Regions from separate parts of the Mus musculus genome. Here regions 2 and 3 are each linked to region 1. A link is a contact called in public HiChIP or PLAC-seq data. All regions are on one chromosome and are shown on one strand. Each heading gives the region's core, a stretch centred on a gene start, on an enhancer-like site or on the middle of the called end of the contact. The rest is flanking DNA. Distances are from core to core; before and after follow the strand shown.

Evidence for each region. HiChIP or PLAC-seq counts read pairs in DNA pulled down with a chosen protein or histone mark.
Region 2: an H3K27ac HiChIP or PLAC-seq map of regulatory T cell precursor shows a contact between it and region 1, with 10 times the contacts expected there. The contact joins two enhancer-like sites. A contact is called at or near these places in 2 of 39 promoter capture datasets (3T3-L1-derived adipocytes and stem cell-derived epiblast-like cells) and 2 of 115 datasets of contacts at active chromatin or transcription factors (pancreatic cancer cells and regulatory T cell precursor).
Region 3: an H3K27ac HiChIP or PLAC-seq map of thymic regulatory T cells shows a contact between it and region 1, with 7 times the contacts expected there. The contact joins the promoter of Fbxo25 here to the enhancer-like site in region 1. A contact is called at or near these places in 5 of 39 promoter capture datasets (embryonic stem cells, hippocampal neurons, second pharyngeal arch cranial neural crest and 1 more), 4 of 115 datasets of contacts at active chromatin or transcription factors (forebrain, large pre-B cells, pancreatic cancer cells and 1 more) and 1 of 9 other capture datasets (embryonic stem cells).

Annotation. Positions count from the first base shown.
Region 1 is chr8:14,965,969-14,970,299 of GRCm38.p6, reverse strand. All of the region lies in intron 18 of Arhgef10 (Rho guanine nucleotide exchange factor (GEF) 10), which reads right to left. Among named protein-coding and RNA genes, the nearest start is that of Gm16350, 6.9 kb to the right of the region's middle. Within about 2 kb of position 2,104, at least 73 of the 459 cell types and tissues checked have an H3K27ac peak or open chromatin away from gene starts, as enhancers often do. A contact at or near this core is called in forebrain, hippocampal neurons, pancreatic cancer cells and 2 more, where this site is marked.
Region 2 is chr8:13,426,354-13,430,684 of GRCm38.p6, reverse strand. No RefSeq gene overlaps it. Among named protein-coding and RNA genes, the nearest start is that of Tmem255b, 6.9 kb to the left of the region's middle. Within about 2 kb of position 2,029, at least 28 of the 459 cell types and tissues checked have an H3K27ac peak or open chromatin away from gene starts, as enhancers often do. A contact at or near this core is called in regulatory T cell precursor, where this site is marked.
Region 3 is chr8:13,905,730-13,910,060 of GRCm38.p6, reverse strand. It overlaps Fbxo25 (F-box protein 25), which reads right to left and starts at 2,322. Exons shown (of 10, transcript NM_025785.3): 1 at 2,198-2,322.

The sequences.
Region 1 (4,331 bases), core at 855-3,354:
CTCGCCAAGTCTGGAAACTGAACCACTGACTGTCCCAGACGCTGGCTGAGGGGTGTCAGGGGCAGAGAGTTTCCCATACCCAGGCTGAAGCTCTTCTACCAGGGGTGGGTTGTAAATCTGGGAATGCAGGAGCTGGCGTGGAGGAAAACAGTCAGTGCCAGTAGGAACAGGCTCCCAGGTGCTGCCTCCTGCAGCAGCCACCAAGCTTATCTCAGGGCAAACATTTCTTCACAGCACTCCCTCTGAGTTTCTCCATCTCCCAAGAGCCATCAGGAACTGGGAGGAATTGCTGTCCTCTGATAGAGCAACCAGCTCCAGGCTGTGTCCCTGTCCTCGCCTCCTCAAAGGTCCCCTTCCCTGGGTTAAAGCGTCTGATACCTGGCTGCTTGCTGAGAGCAAAATCCAGGGTTCCCATCTGGCTTCTGTGTGGGGTGAGGCAACAAATCAAGGTCCGGAGAATGGCATTGTATCAAACTGAGCCGTTTCTACACAGCAAAAGGAGCAATTGGCTGATGAGCCTTGGAAGTCGTAAGAATGCCTGACCTGCGAGTTAACATGTGACAAAGGGCCAGCATCTGCCATCTCTATTGAAACCCGACTAAAAACAGGCGAATAATCTGAACAGACATGTCTAAGAGTAAGACACACAAATGCCCAATAAGTCCATGTGCACTGTGGAAAAGCCACATCAAACCTCACCTCATACCAGTGAGAATGGCTATCATCAAAAACAAAATAGCAAATACAGGCAAGAACTCAGAGAAAGGGGAATTATCACTTGGTGCTCATGGGGATCTTAGAGCCACCCTCAGAGAACAGTAGGGAGGCTTTGCAGAAAACCCTGAACAAACACTCCACATGCTCCGGCTATCCGACCCAAGCCTGTATCTCAGGGAATAAATGGGGGGATGTGGGGGTGTCAGGCACACCTGTGCTGATTCCAGCCCTTGTCACAAGCGCCTGACACAGAATCAACTGCAGTGTCCATCAGCAGACAGAGCTGACAATGAGAATGTGGTACACACAATGGAAAATTACACCCAGTAACAGAGCATTGAGTCCTGCCATCTGTGGCAAACTGGATGGCACCGGAGTACACTGTGCTAAATGAAATAAGTCAGACCCAGGAAGATAAACACCATGTGAGAAAGGCAAGACGAGGGTCCGTATGTGGAATAGTTACTCCAGCAGCTGGGAGTGGGGAGAGGAGAGGAGACTGAAGAGGGGGCTCCAGATAGGTGCAGACAAAGCGCTAGGCAGTGTAACTGACTACAGTTTACAGCAACCAGTGGATAGCTGGAAGAGAGGTGACACGAAGCTCCAGATGCAGAGGAATGGCAAGGAGGTGGTGGCATTAAGTACTCAGATCAGTCAGGATGTGTTCTGTCAGGACCGAAATGTCACTCTGTGCCCCACAAACATTTCTAATTATCACGTGTTAATCGCAAGTTGAAAAACAATTTTCTAGGAGACAGAAACACTAGGGATCTTGTTCAATCATTGTGTTTTGGGTTCAGATGTCAAATTATCATATCATCTGACATGGGTATGTTAAATACAGCAAGAATGCAGATGTAACACCAGGGGGTGTGTTCTTATTTTGATGGGGACCACCAGAAAGACAAGTGGGATCCTACATCACCTGAGTCCCCAGGCCACCTATGGACCATGTGCTAGGTAAGCCAATACAGATAACCATCTGACACAGAAAATGAGGACCCACCTCTTGGGTCTGTGACCAGCGTGCACAGGGGCAGCTTACCCAACAGATGGCTCACCATCTTTCTCTTCCCAACCATGAGCTACAGCCTGAAAAGTCAGTAAAACACTTTAAACTGCCCTCAGGAAAGTACACACTTTCCAAAGTCATTTCAGGAGATCCGAATGCTTAACCCAACCCATGGGTCCCCACAGGAGCCCAGGCCACTGGTTCCCAGGCCCCTCTCTGTAGGCAAAGTCCATCGTGGAAACCCAATACGACTAACGACTAACGTTCATGCCCTGCCTCCATCTGAAGCCTGCTTTCTGGGTGCTTGGAGCTGTGTCGGGGCAGCTCCTTGCTGCTTCTGCTGGCACAGCCTCACCCTTCCTCAGCACTGGTTGCTAGGCAGTGACACCCACGTTCTGCCTCCAACACAAAACAGCAGACCAAGCTTCCAGAGCTGAATGTTACAGTCGTTCAAAACAACACAAAAGTCGTACGATTTCAATGGGAACAAGAACTTCTACCCAGCTTCTCGAAACATCCTGAGATAACAGGCCCCACCCAGGGAAGGGGAAAGAACACACAGAGGCCAAAACTCTAAAGGAAGCACAGGGGAGACTCGGGGACCTCTGATTACCAGTTCAGCCTGCTGCTGGTGTGACTGACTGGAGGGCGGCTCATTGGATCCTAAAGACAGGCTGCCCCTGCTGTGAGGTGGATCTAGACACACCCAGTCCAGCCCCTTCCCAGTATCTACTGTTAGACAGAGTCTGCAGCAGCAGTAGCAAACCTCTCAAGTGCAGAAAGATGCCCATTACTGAGGTCGGCATGCACACAAGACAACTTGAAGGGATGGATTCTCTCTTCCACCATGTGAGCAGCAGAGAGCAAGCGCAGGCCAGTCAGGCTTGGTGATCAGTACCTGCTGAGCCACCTGACCCAGCAACATGTCCTAAATGCCTAACCCTCAAGACGTAGAAGAGTAAAATTTTCCTGTCTGTGATAATGGCTGCCTAACCAACTTGGCTGCTCTGTGCACTTTGCTTTACACGTGGACAACATCGAAGCACCACCTTTGACACTTCAGATATAGCTGGCATTCCATTAAACCTCAGCAAGGGAGTACGGACAGCCTGGGAGTCATGCCACTCACACAGCCCAGGCCGGGCGTGGTGGCGCACGCCTTTAATCCCAGCACTCGGGAGGCAGAGGCAGGTGGATTTCTGAGTTCCAGGCCAGCCTAGTCTACAAAGTGAGTTCCAGGACAGCCAGGGCTACACAGAGAAACCCTGTCTCGAAAACCCAAAAAAAAAAAAAAAAAAAGGATTTAGTCATCCCTGCTGTGTATGCCTCTCAGATGCGGGACTCACTGCATCTCAAGCAACAAGAGATAGCAGGGGCCTTCTCCAGTTCCGTGTTCCTAAGACAGAAGGGGCAACCCAGGGCTAGTCTCCCATGGACCCCAGGGCTGGCTGGCTGGACTTCTGCAGTCACCCCGCAACCATGGCTCCTTCAGGAGTACCCAGGCCAGTACAGCTGCAAATGGGTCACCAGCCAAGGGCACACATGCAAGGGTGAGTCAGGGTGCCCACCTCAATCTGCAGAACCCTCTGTCCTTCCGGAAGACAGTTCTTAAAAGACACTGTTTCTGAGAACACAGTCTCCCCTTTATCTCCATTATGGGATGTGCTACACAGTGCACACTGTCTGTGCATCAGAAGGTCTGCTCCTAAATTTCTTCAGGATAGCCTGGCCTGTGCCACATTCACTGGCAGCTCGCAGGACCCAGCACTTGGTTCATCACAGGCTCATAATAAATAAACATGAACAACAATACCACATCATTAAACTGAAATGCCCCCTGGGGATGGCAGGGCCCTTAATTCGTCCTGCGGATCCCATCTGTAAGGCATGCTGTAAAGCGGGGGGATGAGGAAAGGCTAATCAAGGGAGACATTAACAGATGAAGTCACATGCCCACCAAGTCACCACCTCAAAGGGCATGGCACTCCACCAATATCAGCAGCAGGACAATGATACGCGTCATGCCAAGGCATGGGCGCACCCACAGTGAGAAGCAGAGCAAACTTCTAGAAGGCGGAACAACTGCCTCGCTGCTGAAGAGTGTGAAAAGCTGCTGTCAGAAGCTGCCATTCCCTGAGGTAATCTCTGAGCTTCCTTAAAGACAGGAGATCAGCATCGGCCTGCAAAGTGTGGTCTGCAGGTCTCCAGGACTCCCCACATTGTAGTGGGCTGGTGCAGACCTTGTCATCACTGAGGTGGGGCCACCTGCCGTGCAGCTTTCCGCCTTGGCTGGCTTCTTTTGAGGTGTCAACTGCCCTGCTCTTCTCTGAGATCCTGCTGCCTGCTGAGACACCTTTGAGACATCCATGTTGCGCTGGGTCTTCCGGGCTGGCAGCTACAGTCACCAAGGATGGACTGGCCGGGGAGGGGGAGGGGCGGGTGGGGGGGGGGGCTTCTCCCTTTTAAGCACAGTCTCTTAGTAAACTCACGGGCCTTGATCAGAGAAAATTTGTCTTGGCTTCATTATTTCTCTCGCCGTCTAGTCTCTCTTTCACCCTAAGCCTGCCTTCCAGGAGTACCCAGTTCATGTAGGTCGCGGGCG
Region 2 (4,331 bases), core at 780-3,279, 1.5 Mb after region 1:
GACGCTGGGTATGTTTCCAGATCAGCCAAGAACAGAGGACAGGGAACGGGCAGGTGCTACACGCAGCTGCAGGAACCAGGCAGGCTCCACAGGGGCCTGGAGCTGGAGCTAACAGGAGCTTTCCCAGGGGGTCTGTGGGCACCAGATGCCTGGTTGCCTTGGCCCAAACTCCAGGAAGTGGGAGAGATGCCAGGTATTTTACAAAATTGGCCGCAATCTGGCTGTCCTGCTTCTAAAGGGTCGTGTTTACTACACAGCTCGGTATAACTGAGTTTGGGGATGACTGGTGCAGGTCAGAGGCTGACTTTCTTATTATGTCTTAGGAGTCCTTGCAGACTGCAGTGAGGTGTGTATGTGTGTGTGAGCACTCCTAGAAGCTGCCTTTGGCAAAAGCTGATTGGAATACACCAAACTGTACTTTTTGGAGTGGAGAATTAATAGATATTTAAATATACATATTTATGTATATATGCATGCATATATACATGCAGTTGTGATTTATTTGTGAATGCATGCATATATATATATATATGTGTGTGTGTGTATATATGTGTGTGTATATGTGTATGTGTGTGTAGTTGTGGTTTATTTGTATATGCGTGCATATATACATGTAGTTGTGCATGCACGCTCTTCTATGTGCCATGTCACAAGCATGGTGGTCATAGGGTGGTTTGTGGGGCTTGATCCTCTCTTTCTACCATCCAGGACTTTGAACGCAGTTCACCTGCTGAGCCATATTCTCAGCCCCATGTCAAAGACATGAACACCCACAAAGTCAGCAGCACAGTAATGATGGGGAACACATCTGCTTACCACTCTAGTTGGCGGTGTGAACCTGGGAGAGCGGGGCCTAAAAATAAGGCGGAGTTAAAGTCTCGTGCACTAGACGACTTTATTCCAAGCATCAGACAACTTATACTCTGAGGGTTAAGTAGAGTCACCTGAGTAAAGTGTCCAATCACAAGAGTAAGCTGCACATGGCAAAACCATGTTTTGCCATAGAGCCACATGAATAACAACAGCTGAAGTAAAGGCACTCCTGTCCCTGAGAGGGGCACCAAAACACACTCTTAATAATGTTCCTGTGCTCCGAAGAAACAAGAGGTCCCAAGATTCCTGCCTTGTTTTCTTGGCGCTTTCTCACAAGCACTCAGGATCTCCTCACACTCCTCTGTTCTTTAGCCGTGTTCTGACGCACATCCTTTGTAGCTATGTTGGTAGACGAGAGGATATTTTTAAAAAACAAATTCTCATGAGTATTAAATGAATGGACCCTGAGGAGTTAAAATTTCCCTGAGACTCTGGTGTGGAGGGAAGGGAAAGGCTGGGACCCTGATGCCAGCCAGAGAGGGAACTTTCTCCCAGAAAGAGACTTCATGCAGTTCTGTCAACTTAAGAGACCATCTCTCAGGAGAGACCAGAGCTGAGACACTGATCCGTCAACTGTGAGTAGAACCGCCTAGACCAGGGCTACTTAACTGACTCGTGCTCTCTTGATAACCCTAAACCTCACAGCCGCCCTGCAGACAGACTTGAGGTCGCTGGATATACTTGTTTGCTCCTCTTGCTGTGGCCCCATTGAATAAACCTTTTTCTGTTTTTCACATATGTTTCTTTAATTGCTGTACTAGCGACAGAAGCCAAACCAAGGTTGTTAGGACTGCCAGAGCCCAGGTTTGCACCCTAAAAACTCCAGTAATACCACTGAAAGACCCACAGCGTGAGGACTCCCCCACGTTCTGACTCAGGAGAGGCGACACCTCAAATCACTCACAAGAAACGGTCTTAATGCAAACTGCCAGAGGTTTATTCAGGAAAGACCAGTGCACTGGGGACGACTTGTATCCCACGCAGGGGTAGAGGAGTCAACCACGAGCTCAAGGGGTCGGGAAAACAAAGGACGAGACACAGACAAACAAGAGCAGTGCACTGGGGACGACTCGTATTCCACACAGGGGTAGAGGAGTCGACAACAAGCTCAAGGGGTTTATATAGACACACAAACCACAAACACCCAGCATTGGGCTATAAAGGCAAAACCCGCAAACACCTGGCAAAAACCGCCATTCTGGAACAATGGGGCTATTTTGGACACAGGTCTGGGGGCTTAAATAATTTTTTATTCTCTGTCAGGACCTTTTACCGTCACTTCCAGGTTTCCTCCTGTGTCTTTTGAAGCTCCTTTCACAGCTGACTCCGTGCCACTGATAACTGCTGGTACTTAGCACAGCACAGCATTTTAGAACTGATTGCAATGTGTTTCTTTGCTGTGGTTTCTTCCGTTCAGCTCCATGAGTTGAAGTTCACAGGTGCAGTTACTGCCTCACATTGGGCTGTGTCACTGCAGCGATGTGTGCTCCCACCCACTCGGGGGACAGTTAGGCGCTCAGCAAGGTCAGGATGTTCAACGCAGAGCTTCCAGGAATGGCTCCCATTACGTAGGAGCGGGCTCTTCCTTCTTCTGAGTGGTGGACTTGGTTGGTTAGAGTGTGTAGACATAATCTAACCTCACACAACTGTGTAGCTAGAAAACGAAGGGAGATTTTTAAGCACCCTTTTCATAATATTGAGGCTGCTGGTGACTGTTGTTACAGATGTCAGCTTGACTGCAGTGACAGGTACCACCATAGCTCCAAGGACTTATTTATGGGTACATCTGGAAGGGTGTCCTCAGGAAAATTCCAGTAGGAGGGGGATAGGCTTTTAGTGTTGGGCATGGTGTACAGTGCACAAGACTTGCTGGTAAATGGCTGTGCTGGTTTTATGTGTTTATCACACCATTTGTTATTTTAGAACGTGTCCCTCTACCACATGAAAAAGTTTACTGTACAGAAGTACATTACATGCTGCCCGAGATGGCCTCCTCCACCTCCCTCGTGCCATCATGATGCCCAAAGCCCAGCCCTGGCTGCAGCAGGCTTAACTCCATAGGGAGCAATAGTCTGGAATCTGGGTATTTTTAAAATGTAATCTAATTTAGATTTCATAACAAGCAATTGTGAGGGCTGAAGAAATCTGTCTTCTGCCGGCCTGAAGTTAATCAGAGAGACCTGCAAATTGCTTTGACATTTGGAAAGTAACTAAGTGGTTATGACAAAGGCACACACTTCCTCGCCAGCCCCAGATTCCTTCCTGTTTGGAGCAAAGTATTTACCACAGCCCCAGGTTTCCTGCATTGACTTCCTTTCAGGGACCATGGGCTCACGGGGTTACCTCAGGAACGAGGTTCCTAGCGGCTCCCCATCCCAAAACCTTCATTAAAGGCAACCCATGCTTTCAGAGTGCTCTAGGAACCAAAGAGTCAGACACAGACAGGCCTCGCCCTGGTTGAGCGCAGTGCCTGGCACTGTGACTACACTTTTCACATACTGTCTATTTCATCAATGCCGTGGGATCATAGATGAGAAAATCAAGGCACTGAATAAACATTTCCAAAGACAAGTGATTGGTCAGGAGGAGAAACACTGTATAAATCAGGTAGGTCTGATTTCAAAACTTAACACCGTCTTCTGAGGAGAGCAGGTACTCACTTGAATACTGATTTTCAATTCAACCTTGACTCATTCACGCAACAGAATAATTGCTCATTCCATCTGCTCTCAATGGAGGAGAGTGGCAAAGAGAAGTCACACAAAGCTGCCCTTGAAGAACTTAGCTACAATTATAGAGGAGCAGAGGCCAGCAAAGCAACTCATTCAGGAAGTGCCTCCCATGCCAACTAGTTTTGAAAGGTTACATGGAGGCTGGTGCCCAGTACTAGGTAAAGTGTATGAATGGAGACAGTAATTGGATTCCATGAGCAGTCTGCTTCATAGTGCCTGCTTTTCTGGCAGGAGAACTGAACAAGAAGCAGGGAATCACAAGATCAGGTGTGAAGAGTGGAGCTGTGTTAGGGTACCATGCAGGTCTCCAGCTCTGGACCATGGCCACACTTGCGGGGAGGCTCCTGCCTTTGTTCTCCACAGCAGGGCCTTTCCTGAAGAAAAGGATCCACACACACACACTGACCTGGGCCCTGTCTAGCATGGGAAAATGGCAGGGGCTTGGGGTTTGACCCTGGCACAGGAACTTCAGTCAGGCTGTTGACCTTGTGGGTCTCCCACACAGGCTCACGTGGGTACCAGAGTGCACAGGCTTACACTGCTCACAGACAGGCTCACACAGGCTCACATACACACAACATAGACATACATACACACACACACACACACACACACACACACAGACACTGCTCAGACGCTAAGATGGCTCTTAGTCCACAGAGCTGTGTCTCAGTGGCGATGACAGATGGGCAGAGGCACATCTGACACAATCCAGACATTGCTTCC
Region 3 (4,331 bases), core at 1,073-3,572, 1.1 Mb after region 1:
TAAAATCCAGAAATCATTTCTGAAAATGTATATGTATGAGTAATGTCTGAGTCTACTCAGCTGTGACACAGCTTATACAATCCGTCCTTTTAAAATATATACATATTTATTTTATGTGTATGAGTGCTTTGCTTGTATGCGTGAGTGTAGTACCACATCCATGGGTGCCCAGTAGATCGGACAAAGGCATCCTATCCTCCTGGAACTGCAGTTCTATCCCGTGGGAAGCCACCATGTGGGTGCTGGGAACTTAAGCTAGTCCTCTGCAAGAGCAGCAGGCTTCTTAACCACTGAGTCATCTCTCCTGCCCGTATACACACTAAAACTTAAGCACAAGAATGTCAAGCTAATGCCAAAAGTCACTTGGGGCCGAAGATCTTTAGGTCTTTTCTGAGTTTCTATTTCCCATGGTGGGACATGAATGTGGGGCACTTCAGATGAGCAGGATGATTTCTTCAAATCCATGTCCTAGGAGAAACGAACACTAAAGATCTTGAACTAAGCAAAATATACTTTCTTCTTCTTCTTCTTCTTCTTCTTCTTCTTCTCCTTCTCCTTCTTCAACAACAACAACAACAACAAACACACGTTCTCCTAATGAAAACAGTTACAGCAAACACTAGAACTCAGAATGGGCCAGGCATTAACGCTGAATAATTCACTGAATTGCACTGAGTTTAGTCCTCACACTAACCTGTAAAGTAGAAAACTGCCACACTTTGCAAATATAATTCTCTATTTGAAGGCTCAGCTCGAGCTTAGCATATTCAAGGGGCTATGTTTGTTCAACCACCAGCATCATAACAAAACACTCTATTTATCCATGACAGTACAGAGGCAAAGAATCCCATAGGACGGGATTCAAAATTACGGACTCTCACTCCACAAGCCATGCTCTTAAGGCACTATATTTATAGTAATCATAACAGCCTATTAAAACAGGTTCCAGGAAATTACAGGTTTCAGTGGTTTGCGTTTTTGTTCTTTGTCTTCTATTTTTTGGCTTTATATGTGTGTTGCTCTATTTGTAAATTACATAAAAAAATAATCGGATTGTACATCAATGGCCTTCATCTTCAAAACAAACGCTTTGAGCGTATAGCAGGGGCATTATAATAAAACAGTTTATAACAAAAATAGCAAGGCAGGTTCACTTTTGGAGAAAAAAAGCTTCACTCTTATTTTTTCATTTAAAATTTCGAGAACGATAATCTCCATTGTTCTAGAGTAAGAAAGAATGTATGGCCTGGGCTGGAGAGATGGGTCAGCGGGTTAAGAGCTCACTCACTGTAACTGCTCTTGCAGAAGACCCCGCCCTTGGTTCCCAGCAGCCAAGTCAGGCAGCTGACACCATAACTCCAGCCCATCAGGATGGAAGCCTCTGGTCTCCCCAGGCACTCGTGCATGTGCCCACACACAGGCTCACTCATAATTAACAGTAACAAATCCCTTTTTAAAATGAAGCCCATCTTCAACCTAGTAAGCATTTGATTTTTCCGCTGCTCTAGCTTTCTTACAAGATTTTCAAGTAAATTAAATTCCAACAACTTGGATCAAACGTGAAGAGTTTGTATAGGTGGGTAAATTTGATTGTGAAAGATCATATAAAAAAACAAACAACAACAAACAAACAAAACCACTGTATATTTAGGCTGAATGTCAGAAATGGGGTTTACTCCAAGGAATCTAGAGAGATCATCACAGATGCTTCGTAGTAGGACAACATGCCCAGGAACGAAGGAAAACGGAATGTGAAGGAAATGGGGGATCTTTTCTGATAATGGTGGGAAATCAAGCCTTGGCGCTGCAGGTAAAAGGGTGGGGGGTGGGGGGCCTTCACAGGGACAGTTCTCCAGACGTCTGAGTTCTGGGGAGTTTGAATAGGCCCAGGGATGGAGATGGAACTGCCCTGGAACAGAGGCAGAAAGGAGCTGTGAGGACAAAGATGCAAATTTCGCGTGCCTCGCGGCGAGCGCACACGCCGGCCTGAAGGATGGTGCACACACAGGTGTGCACGGGAGGCCGCACGGACCCGCAGGGGACAGGCCGGCGGCGGTGGGGGGCGGACGCCTGCATCTACCGAGGTTGGACGAGCCCACAGCCCGCTCGGGGCCCCCGGAGCAGCACGGCGGACATCGGAGGGCGAGCCAGGGACGCCCTGCCCGACTGCCCCTCCCCGTCCTGAGGCCCTTCTCACCTGCGGGTCCCTTCCAGACGAGACAGCCACCAACCACACCGAGCCGCAGCGTCCAATTATTGCCGGAAGCCGTCCGCCTCCCGCCGAGGGCCACCGCTGGACGCCCCGCCTTGGCGTCCCGCTGATTGGCCGGAGAGGAGCCACGTGATTCGTGTTGCTACCCGAACTCGGAGGCCTCGGGGCGCGCGTGCTCAGTGAGCACAAGCCCCACCCACCCATCCTAGGCGCCCCAGGGTCGGTTCTGGTGGTTTTTTTTTTTGACCCGCCTTGTTGGCATTGCCCAAGTTGTCTGGCGGAACCCGTGTGGTTAGCCTCAGTTTCCAGACGTCCTCTCCGGACCTACAGACCTCCCTTGCGCCGGGCTGGGGCTAGCAAGGACACCGCTGGTCTACACTCGGGTCCCTCACCTCACTGTCCCATTTACCTGCCTGCCTAGCTAGGCATCTGTGAATGCAAGGGTCTGTTCGGACTGCCCCAATCTCCTACACGCCAGAGTCTTCTTGCTCGTAGCCCTGGGGCTCAAAGACAGTCTTGCTGACCTGCAGCCTAGAATGGCTTTCAGTTCCTAGAAAGCTGGGAAAGCAGTGTCAACAGGTGGAATGTTTTCCAAATAGGTAGTATAGGGTCTGTAGAAAGGAGAGGGAAACTGGACCACTGCAGGTTGTGGAGCTCTTCTGCCTTGATAACAAAACGGAACTAGGAATGGTTCTTACCCGAGTAAACAAAAATATTTTAAAGTGCCTAGTGTGTAATGAGCAAAAACATATATATTCAGGTTAGTCTTTTACATTTTTAAATAGCAGGTATTCATATTTGAAATGTATTATGTAAATAATTTCTGACGTGCTTTTAGTCTAATAGTGTTTTGCGCTATACACTTTAAAAATACTAGACCAATTATGGGTGGAAGTCAGCATTATTCCGTCCACACACCTAATCTAGGCGTGTGGCTCTCGATTCTAAACCATGCCCAGTGGCTCTGTGCTTTTGTTTATTGAACTTGTAGAGGTGTGTTTGCAAGCAAAGGCTAACCTTAATTCAGACTGTTTGAAGTTTTTGTCGCTGTTACCAAGCCAAGATAATAAGTGAACAGAGACAATAAGATAGAGCTGTCCAGCTTCCAGTGGGGTTTGTCCTGATAAACCCATGCAAGGTGAAAACACTAAGTCCAAAGTGCACCTAATACACGCAGCATAGGTTATACCCAGCCTGCCACAAACCCTCAGAACATAGAAAACCTATGATCAGGTGAAAGTATTTAACAAGGTCTACTTAAAACCGAGTTTAGAGCCAGTGAGATGTCTCAGCTGGTGACAGTGCTCCTGTGGAATCCTGGAAACATGAGTTTAACCCTGGGATCCCATTTGGTGGAAGGAAAGCACTGACTCCCGTAATTGTCCTTTATGCACCTTGCCTGATCAAAAGGAAATTTAAAAGCTATTTTAAAGTATGTTAAATATGTTGTGTGGCTAGGTATGTCCTCTGAATTGAAATCTTCCCTCCTGGAGACAAGAATAGGGCACCCAAGACTCAGAGGCAAAGGAAACCTAAAGGGTGGGAAAGCCCCTGAAAGAAGATTCACAAAATTCCCACCCAAGATTAAATAAACAGTAGCAATCTGCAGGGAGTTCCAGAGGCAAATCGTCAGCCTGATGTGAGCTTTTCTGTGATGTAGTCTTTGAGTCCACCCATGCTCCTGTGAGTCACCCTAGTAATTAAACCCATTGGTTCACTAAGCCAAATATGGGTGAAATTATTTCTTTGGTCTGATGTTGCTGTTATAACTAGGGTGAATAAGTATTTGGTTACATATCTCCAGGGGAAAAAATCACTCATCAATGATTTATTGAATAATGTGCTAAAAGTGAAGGATATTTGGAAGTAAGAAAATGCTATTACACTATAGAAGAGTTAAAACATCTTAAGTTGATTTCTTGTGAACATCTGTATTAATTTAATTAATTTAGTAGCATCCGCATCATTCTCTTAAAAAGAGTTTTACCAATTATATTAAGAAGAGTCAAGTGCCGGGAGGTGGTGGTGCACGGCTTTAATCCCAGCACTTGGGAGGCAGAGGCGGATTTCTGAGTTCAAGACCAGCCTGGTCTTCAAAGTGAGTTCCAAGACAGCTAGG